Linked DNA regions of Rattus norvegicus: region 1 is linked to region 2. Evidence: chromatin contacts called from public Hi-C data. All regions are on one chromosome and are shown on one strand. The core of a region is the stretch at or near the end of the contact, and the rest is flanking DNA. Distances in the headings are between cores, read along the strand shown. Region 1 has its middle 49 kb from the start of Selenof. Region 2 overlaps Hs2st1 (heparan sulfate 2-O-sulfotransferase 1).

Evidence for each region. A called contact is a pair of places that touch in the nucleus more often than the background predicts.
Region 1: a Hi-C map of frontal cortex shows a contact between it and region 2, with 4 times the contacts expected there. The contact joins two enhancer-like sites. A contact is called at or near these places in 11 of 12 Hi-C or Micro-C datasets (the Rat2 cell line, Schwann cells, frontal cortex and 6 more) and 1 of 1 datasets of contacts at active chromatin or transcription factors (oligodendrocytes).

What each region holds. Positions count from the first base shown.
Region 1 is chr2:236,348,998-236,353,123 of GRCr8, reverse strand. No RefSeq gene overlaps it. Among named protein-coding and RNA genes, the nearest start is that of Selenof, 49 kb to the right of the region's middle. Within about 2 kb of position 2,178, at least 14 of the 93 cell types and tissues checked have an H3K27ac peak or open chromatin away from gene starts, as enhancers often do.
Region 2 is chr2:236,187,712-236,191,895 of GRCr8, reverse strand. Hs2st1 (heparan sulfate 2-O-sulfotransferase 1) reads left to right here. Exons shown (of 7, transcript NM_001100518.1): 3 at 2,344-2,429. Among named protein-coding and RNA genes, the nearest start is that of Hs2st1, 110 kb to the left of the region's middle. Within about 2 kb of position 2,550, at least 7 of the 93 cell types and tissues checked have an H3K27ac peak or open chromatin away from gene starts, as enhancers often do.

The sequences.
Region 1 (4,126 bases), core at 929-3,428, 160 kb before region 2:
AGCCAGAGTCTGAGTGTTTGTTCCCCAGAGGCTGACACTGAAATCTCATCCACAGCATGGAGGCACCAAGAGGTGGGCCAGATGGCCCAGTGGTTAGGAGCTCTTTGCAGGGGACCCTGGTTTGGTTCTGCGTACCCCTGTGGTGGCTCACAACCACCTGTAACCCAGTTCCAGGGGATCCTATGCCCTTTTCTGGCTTCCAAGAGTTCCTGTAAGCATGTGGTATTAATGCATATACTCAGGCACACATACACATAAAATAATAAAAAAAAATAAAGATCTTTGCTCTCATGAAGTGAGTCAGTACCTTTATAAGGAAACTGGAAGGGCATGCTTGCCTGACCCTTCCGTTTTATGAAGAGACACCTAGAACGTGCGGTCTACAGAGCAGAGAACCAACATCAGACATAGAATCTGTTGGAGCACAGATCTTACTTTCCAGTCTCTAAATTATAAAATAAACAAACTCCCCAGCACACACACACAGCTATCAATGATAAATAAACGCTGGGCTGGGGCAATAGCTCATTGGTGAGGATTTCAGTTCAGCTCTGAGAACCTATGTAAGCCAGGCTCTGCATGCCTGCTGCTCTGGTTGGGAAGACAGGAAGTGCAACAGCCATCCCATTAGATCCTGGAGCTACAACCCACCATGAATGAGTAAGGGAGACATAGTCATGGCTTTCTCAAAGTGTATACTTCTGTGGAGAACACAGAATAATCTGTGACAATAGTGGTTAAGAATGAACATCTTTTTCTAGTCTCAAAATACAGTATTATTTTCCTTCTCTCCCTTTTACTCCCTCTCCTAACTTTCTGAAAACAGCATCAGGTGAGGCCAAGCAGAAGAGTCAGTGGTCCAGCAGGGCCATGAGCTATGGAAGACTAACATCCTAGTTAACTTTACCTGTCAGCTTTAACTAGTTGACTTGGACATACCCTAGAGCCAGCTGAGAAGGGACTCACACCTGAGACCCTGGAGAATCACTTGGATTGGACTGGCCCGTGGGCTTGTCTGTAGGGCACTATCTTAACTGTTAATTGATGTTGCAGAACCCACTGTTTGAGACATCATTCTCCTGGCAGGTACCGTATTATAAAAAGCAAGCTGATGGGGCCAGGAAATGGGTCAGTAGTCAGGAAGAACACTGGCTGTTCTTCCAGATGACCCAGGGTTCAATTCCCAGCACCCACATGGTGGCTCACAACCACCTGTAGTTCCAGTTCCAGGGGATTGACAACCTCTTCTGACCTCCTAGTATGCCAGGCAGACAAGTGTCATTCAAAGACATCCACACAGACGAGGATACTAAAAGTGACCCAAAGTCATACCATAGGAAACACAGTGTGGGTCCCCGGAGTCAGTGCTGTGAAATGACCCATGTCTGTTACATTTTTGCCAGTTATGCACACACTGGCTAGACAGCATCAGACAGACTCAGGCCGAAGGCATTCTATAACACTGGCTGGAACTGCTTACAATGCTAACATCTATCCTTAAGTGGAATAGAAGCAGAAGTCAGGAATGTTCCAAATGAGGAAGACATTGAGATGCATGAGAAGCAGGAAAATGTGTGACCCTGGTTTGGATCCTCTGATTACAAAAAGCTGCTGACTCCACTGGAAAATCTTCAGTGGGCTTGGCTGGAAGAAGAATGTAGGGGAATTCTTTGTGACTATTCTTATAACTTTTCCATAGGAAACTATTTGCGAAAAAGAAAATTAATTAGTACGATTGTTGTGGTGATACAGCTTATGGGAGCTGCTGGTGTGACCGAAAGAATGGCAGGGTGCTGGTGGATGAGAGATGGGTTGGGGATGAGAAGCAGGGGGCTCCGGGCAAGGAAGCGCGTTTGTCAGATGGGAGAAGGATTCATGGTTTGCATTTCCCTCATTTGGGCTGTGAGTCGATTCTTTCCAGCCACGTCTGTCTGAGAACCTTACCTTGAAATCTTCTGTTGGTCTGCCTGCTGGCACTGTCTACCAGAGGCCCAGGAAGGTGCCTGGAAGCTGGAAGGAGGCTCATTTGGGAGACATCACCGTGGTGACCGTCTTAACATCATACGGCCAGCAGATGGCAGCAGGCAATTCTGGGAAAGAAGGACCTACTGGAGCGGGGAGGGAGGTCTGGCGAGGCCAGAGCCTGGCTGGCTCCCACTGTTGGCTCTCTGTGAATTGCAGGCTCCTGCCAGGCAACAGAGCCTCCTGCAGCCCAACCTTGCTCTCTGGAAATAATGGGGAAAAGAGAAGGAGGGCTGAGAGAAAAGTCTTCATTGTGTTTTTGAAGAAAGCTGCTTTTATTTCTCCCAATAATGCAGGAGAGAAAAGGAGAGGCCATCACTTCGCAGAACTTGAATGAAATGCCTCAGAGTCCTGGAAGTTAATAGAAAGAGTTGGACTCACTGGCGAGAGGGTGGGACACATCCTCAGTACTTGTGACAAAGAAGAACACAGACTCGGTTCACGGTTCACTTGTAACGTGGAGGCAGGGGTTTGAGAATCAGACGAACCAACCTGTTCGTTTCAGGGTGTAGTTTAGTAGGCAATTGGACACTCACTAAGGGCCAGTGTCATTACACCTAGCACAAGCTGTGTTCTGCATGTTCTGTGCTGTGCAATCCCTTCCTGAGTTATGCACATGTATTTTACTATGTCACATTTAAAACGTCAGGCTTAGAAAAGTTGTCCTCAATACCAGTTTGTTAAGGTGTTTACTGTGTGCCAACTAGGGACACAGTGACCAGAGCAGGATTAAGGACAAATATGACCCCTCTCTTCCTGTAACTTACCATCTAGCTGTGACTCCTAGGGTTGAGAACAAATCCAGGACTTGATTCAGGTTGGTGGGATTCAAAGGACGTCTGCTGACATTAATAAGAACAATGACCACAATCAAGCCATACCGTTGCTTATGGTTTCATACCACGCTTCCTCAGAGCAGGCCTTTACCAAACCTCTCACTTGTCCTTACCGAATTTGTAAAGTAGAAGTTAAAAACGCCCAGTTCATAGTTGTCTGGAGAACAAACAAGACTGTATCTAATGAAGTGCTTACTGTAGTCTGCCATCAAAACTCATCAATAGCAGGTCATTGTCATTACTAGGACTGCCTTGGGGTCTGAGATCACACACACGAGTCTCATTAACCCACCCTGGGCACTGTCCAAGATTAGAATGCATCCAGCCTCGGGGTAGGGGAAGAGGTTTCATACTGGAGATAGTGGGTTTTGTTGGTGGTGGTGTTTTTGTTTTGTTTTGTTTTGCCTTTGGGAGGGACACTCCATCATTCTCTGTCCATTTGTCCTGGAAGTGGCTGGCCCTACCCCACCAGAGCTGGAAGGGTAACTCAGACCAAGCCACGTGCGGCAATTCTTCCTGTCGGTCATCAATTGAGGGATGAATACCTCATCCAAGTTGCCAGTTGAAAGCAACTTCAAGGGCTTTTCAAAGAGTTACCAGAAGAGAAATGATCTTTCAGCCGAGGCTTATTTGCAGGAAGGAATATCAGAACAGAAAGAAGCTGAGAGCAAGGTCATCCGGGAGAAAGACTGTAGTCAATGGATGGCTTGAGAATCCTGATGATGTCACCCAAGCCCTGGAGTCAGGGACTGGTAAGCTCTTACTGGAAAAGGCCAGATCATAAATAGATCAGATCATTCCTGCAAGGATCCAATGCATTATGGCTCGAGAGCCGCCCTAGACATTACATTATGTAAAAGAAGATATGTGGCTTTGTGCCACTAAAACTATTTACAGGAGCACGTGATGGGGCCCAGAGAGACGACTCAGGGCTGAAGTTCAGTTCCCAGAACCCACATCAGGAAGTTAATAGCCCCATGTCTAAGGGATATTGCACCCCCTTCTGGCCTCTGCGGGTACCTGCATACATGTGGGAGACAACACATATTCAAAAATAAAAATTAATCTTAAAAAGAATATCAGGCAATGGGCTAATGTTCTCTCTTTTCTGAGGCTGTATGTAAAGCCAGACAGCACTGGGCTCTTCCATTAGGGCTACCACTGACTTCCTGTCTGGATGAAGCCAGTTTGAGATTTGTATTATAACATTGGAAAGGGCTCTGATGCACGCTTCAATTTGATAAAATATGACCTTAATTCATCTGGCA
Region 2 (4,184 bases), core at 1,301-3,800:
CTGAAGAGTTACCTCAGCAGCGAAGGGCGCCTTCTGCTCCTTCACAGGGCCTCAGTTCAGCTCCCAGCACCCACATCAGGCCGTTCACAGTCTGTAACCCCAGCTCGGGCGAGCCAACCCTGCAGACACCTGCAGTCATGCTTACATTGCACAAACCCACACATGAAGATCAAAACAAAATTTTAGATACTTGGATAATTGAAATGTTTTTATTTGATCAAGCTTATTTTAAAATATCTTGCAGTCGGGCTGGAGAGATAGCTCAGTAGTTAAGAGTATTGGCTGTTCTTCCAGAGGTTTTGAGTTCAACTCCCAGCAACCACATGGTAGCTCACAGCCATCTGTAATGGGATCTGATTCCCTCTTCTGGTGTGTCTGAAGAGAGTGTCAGTGTACTCACATACATAAAATAAATAAATCTTTGAATTCTTTTTTTTTTTTTTCGGAACTGGGGACTGAACCCAGGGCCTTGTGCTTGCTAGGCAAGTGCTCTACCACTGAGCTAAATCCCCAACCCAATAAATAAATCTTAAAAAAAACTTAAAGTCATTACCTTTAATCTTTTGTTGGTCATATTTTGATTTGTTGGGGCATAAATTAAAGAATGACTTTTTGATTGCTTTTTGAATATCATGTCAGAGAGGAAAACATGTAATACACAGAATGAATTGGGTATGTGGAACTCTGTAAGCCCAGGCCTTGGGAGGCAGTGGCAGAAGGACCATGACTTTGTCACCCTAGATGTGATGAGCGTGAGGCTAGCCAGGGTTATGAATCCCTGTTGGTAAAACACATGTATTCATACACACAGAGAATGTATTCCTTAGATTGGAATGTTGCTTGCTTTTTCAGTGTATATTGTTGATAGGGGGGTGTATTTTTTACTATGTTTTATGTCAACTTGACATAAGGTTGGCTCATCTGGGAAGAAATCAAGAAAATACCTCCCTAGGATTGGCCTGCACAGAAGTCCATGGGCCATCTTCTTGATAGATGACTGGGTGTGCAGGCCCACCCTTGTGGGCAGCACCACCTTGAGTAGGTGGTCCAGGACTGTATAAGGAAACAAACTGAGCAAGTCAGGAAGAGCAAGCCAAGAAGCAGCATTCTTCATGCCTTGTTGTACTCTCACAGTGACTCCTCTGGATGGACTGTCAGTGAAATAAACCCTTTTCTCTTGTGTTTGCTTATGGTCATGGTGTTTTGTTTTGGGTTTTTTTGTTTTGTTTTGTTTGTTTGTTTTGTTTTGTTTTTCTTTTTTTCGTAGCTGGGGACCGAACCCAGGGCCTTGAGCTTGCTAGGCAAGCGCTTTACCATTGAGCTAAATCCCCAACCCCTGGTCATGGTGTTTTATCACAGCAATAGAAAGCCTGTTAAAGATGCAGGGCCCTCTAGAGCAACACAGTAGGAAGAAGGAAGACACACATTTTACATTTTATTATGTATATGCATTATAGTTAAGGGGACTGGGTCAGAGTGGTTAAGAATACTTGTTTTTCTTCAAATAACCTGAGCTTGGTTCCCAGCACCCACCTTGTGCAGTTCATATCTCCCATACCCCCAGCTCCATACCTTATGGCTTCTGTGCATATATACATATATATAGAAACACATGTGTATACACATCCGTATAAATAGCTTTATAAAAGAGAGTGAGTGTTAGGATGTCTTATACATCCTGTCTGGGGAGTCCAACAATGGCCGCCGTCACACTGGAGCCTCAGAGAACCCTACAACTGCTCAGTTGTCCACGAGACTGTGCCTCAGGAACCCCAGCCTGGCTTTGAAAGTCAGGAGGGTCCCTGGAGAGCAACTGACCTTCCGTTCAAGTCTGAAGCCCGAAGAACCCAGGTTCTCACGGAGCAGCAACAGTAGCTACAGCCGGACAGTACAGACAGCCACAGGGTTAATGAACTCTCCAGGAAGGTGCAGAGGCGAGGGGCAATGTAGCCTTTCCCCAGGCCTCCTCCATCTGCATCCAGTGCAGATCAAACCCTGCAGATAAGCTCATCCAGAAATCCCTTAAAGCTGTGCCAACCGCTTATCTCATTGATTCTAATGTAGTGAGCCAGCAACGACAATTTACCTTCATGGGGGTGAAACACCCCCTCCCCTGCAGCCACCTACCACCCCGTGTTGTGCAGTGAAAATCCACTGCACCGTACATGGGTGCGGTAATGTGGTACATGCAGACTGCACTGTCTGTTCTACCCTGAACCTGTCTCCCAGCTCTGTAAATGCCTGGTCCTGTCCCTGAGTGGGAGGTGTCTTGCTGTTGACAGAATCCACTTTCTTTACTTTGCAGTGAGGTGATGAGACTGTCCTTCCTCCCTCCCTTTTTAGGTGCGCTTTGTAAAGAATATAACCAGCTGGAACGAGATGAAACCAGGCTTCTATCACGGACACATTTCTTACTTGGATTTTGCAAAGTAAGTAGCATCCAAAATGATGTACTGAGGAGTGCTTTGTCGCCGGCCGGCCTGTGCACTCCATGAAGTGTTAGGAATACACAGAAGGCCACTTTTAGATGGGTGATTTAGTCCTTCCAGTGCGTTACTGCCCTCTAGCGTTCATAACTCCACACGTCTCGAGCTAATTACAACAGTTCACGTTCTGTTAGGGATTTTGTGGCAGTTCCTCACCTGGACTGGAGTACAGAGAGTGTGCAGTCAGTCAGACTGAGAGGACAAAGAAACTCTCCCTCGGGTTTCGGTACCCTAATAGCTTTCCCTTGAACCACTGTGTTTCAGCTTTGAAATTGACAAGGTATAAGGGGAGACTTTTGAAAAGCCAAGAATTTTCTTTCATGTTTGAATGTGATTGTGTAAGTCACAGTAATTTTGTCTTAATTCTCCTAAAGAAAAGTTCAAAGGACTACGGAGTACAAACGGCTCAAAAGCCCTTGCATCTTTAAGGAGTAATCAAAAAACTGGTTAGAAGGAGTAGGTCTAGGCATGTGATCCACCTGAGTGTTCTCCGTGGACACATGGCGCCATTACAATAAAACCCCACATCCAAGTGCTCTGCTAATTACGCTGTTAACCTCAGAGACAGCAGGGTACGGATTGTGACGTAGACATGCGCAGCTCAGGTCCACCTCAGCAGCTGTGTCAACTTTAAGTGAAGCTCTCTCTCAATTCCACTTTTGAGGTTGGCAAAGAACAGAAAGGCAGGCCACGGGGCCAGACAGTGGGAATCCTAGCTTCTCTGAAAATCATACAATTAAAGAATTCCCCAAATATTATCTTTCAGCAACATTGTAACTTTAAATGTACACTTCTCTATAAATAATTCATACTGTGATATTGAAGGGGTTTTATAGGCGGCTTTAAAATAAACTAAAAGTTCTCTCTGCAGAGGCCCGGACCAGTTTCATAAGCTTCACTCATGTGTATACGTTCCCTGAGGGCCGCACTACTCTTCCCTATGTGTTTGTTACCCTCTCACCTGAATGATTTGGGGCTTTTTTTCCCCCTCTCTCTACAGGGCCTGGTTTCTAATACTGGAGGTATTCATTGTTAAAATTATATATTGAGTACTGTTGCTTTGGGCAGAGTCTAGTATGTAGAACAGAGCTCTGGTGTTTACTGAAGTACTTGGACTTGAAATGGATAAAGCATTTAAAAAGAATAATCTTATTAAACACTGACCACAACACTGGCTTTGAATATTTCCATAGCAGCTCATGTTACTGGAAAGAATAGTATATTTTTAAACATTTTGATAGAATAACAATTTTAAATGAATAGCTAAACAGAATCAATTAGGGATATGGTTGGATGTGTTCTAGTGTATGAGTCAGGAAACATTGTAGATGTGCCCATTCTTTAGCTGAATAGCCACAGAGTCCGTGATTGAGGAAGAAGAGAAACCTCATTTGCCGCTTTTAAAGTGTTTTGTTCTTCACAGCATGTTACTGAACGGAGAACGGTGGGGTATACCTGTAATTTTAGTCACCAAGGAGGCTGGTACAGGAGAGTTACATGTTTGAAGTCAGCCCAGGCAACTTAGCGAGATCCCATCTCACATTAGGAAGATGGCTCCATGGGTAAAATCACTTGCCTCACAATTATGAGGACCCAGGCTTGAGTCCCTAGAACCCATGTAGAGACCAGGCATGTACCTCAGGCATCTATCTATGACCCCAGGGCTCGTGTGGGGGACAGAAGTGGCAGTGTCCCTGG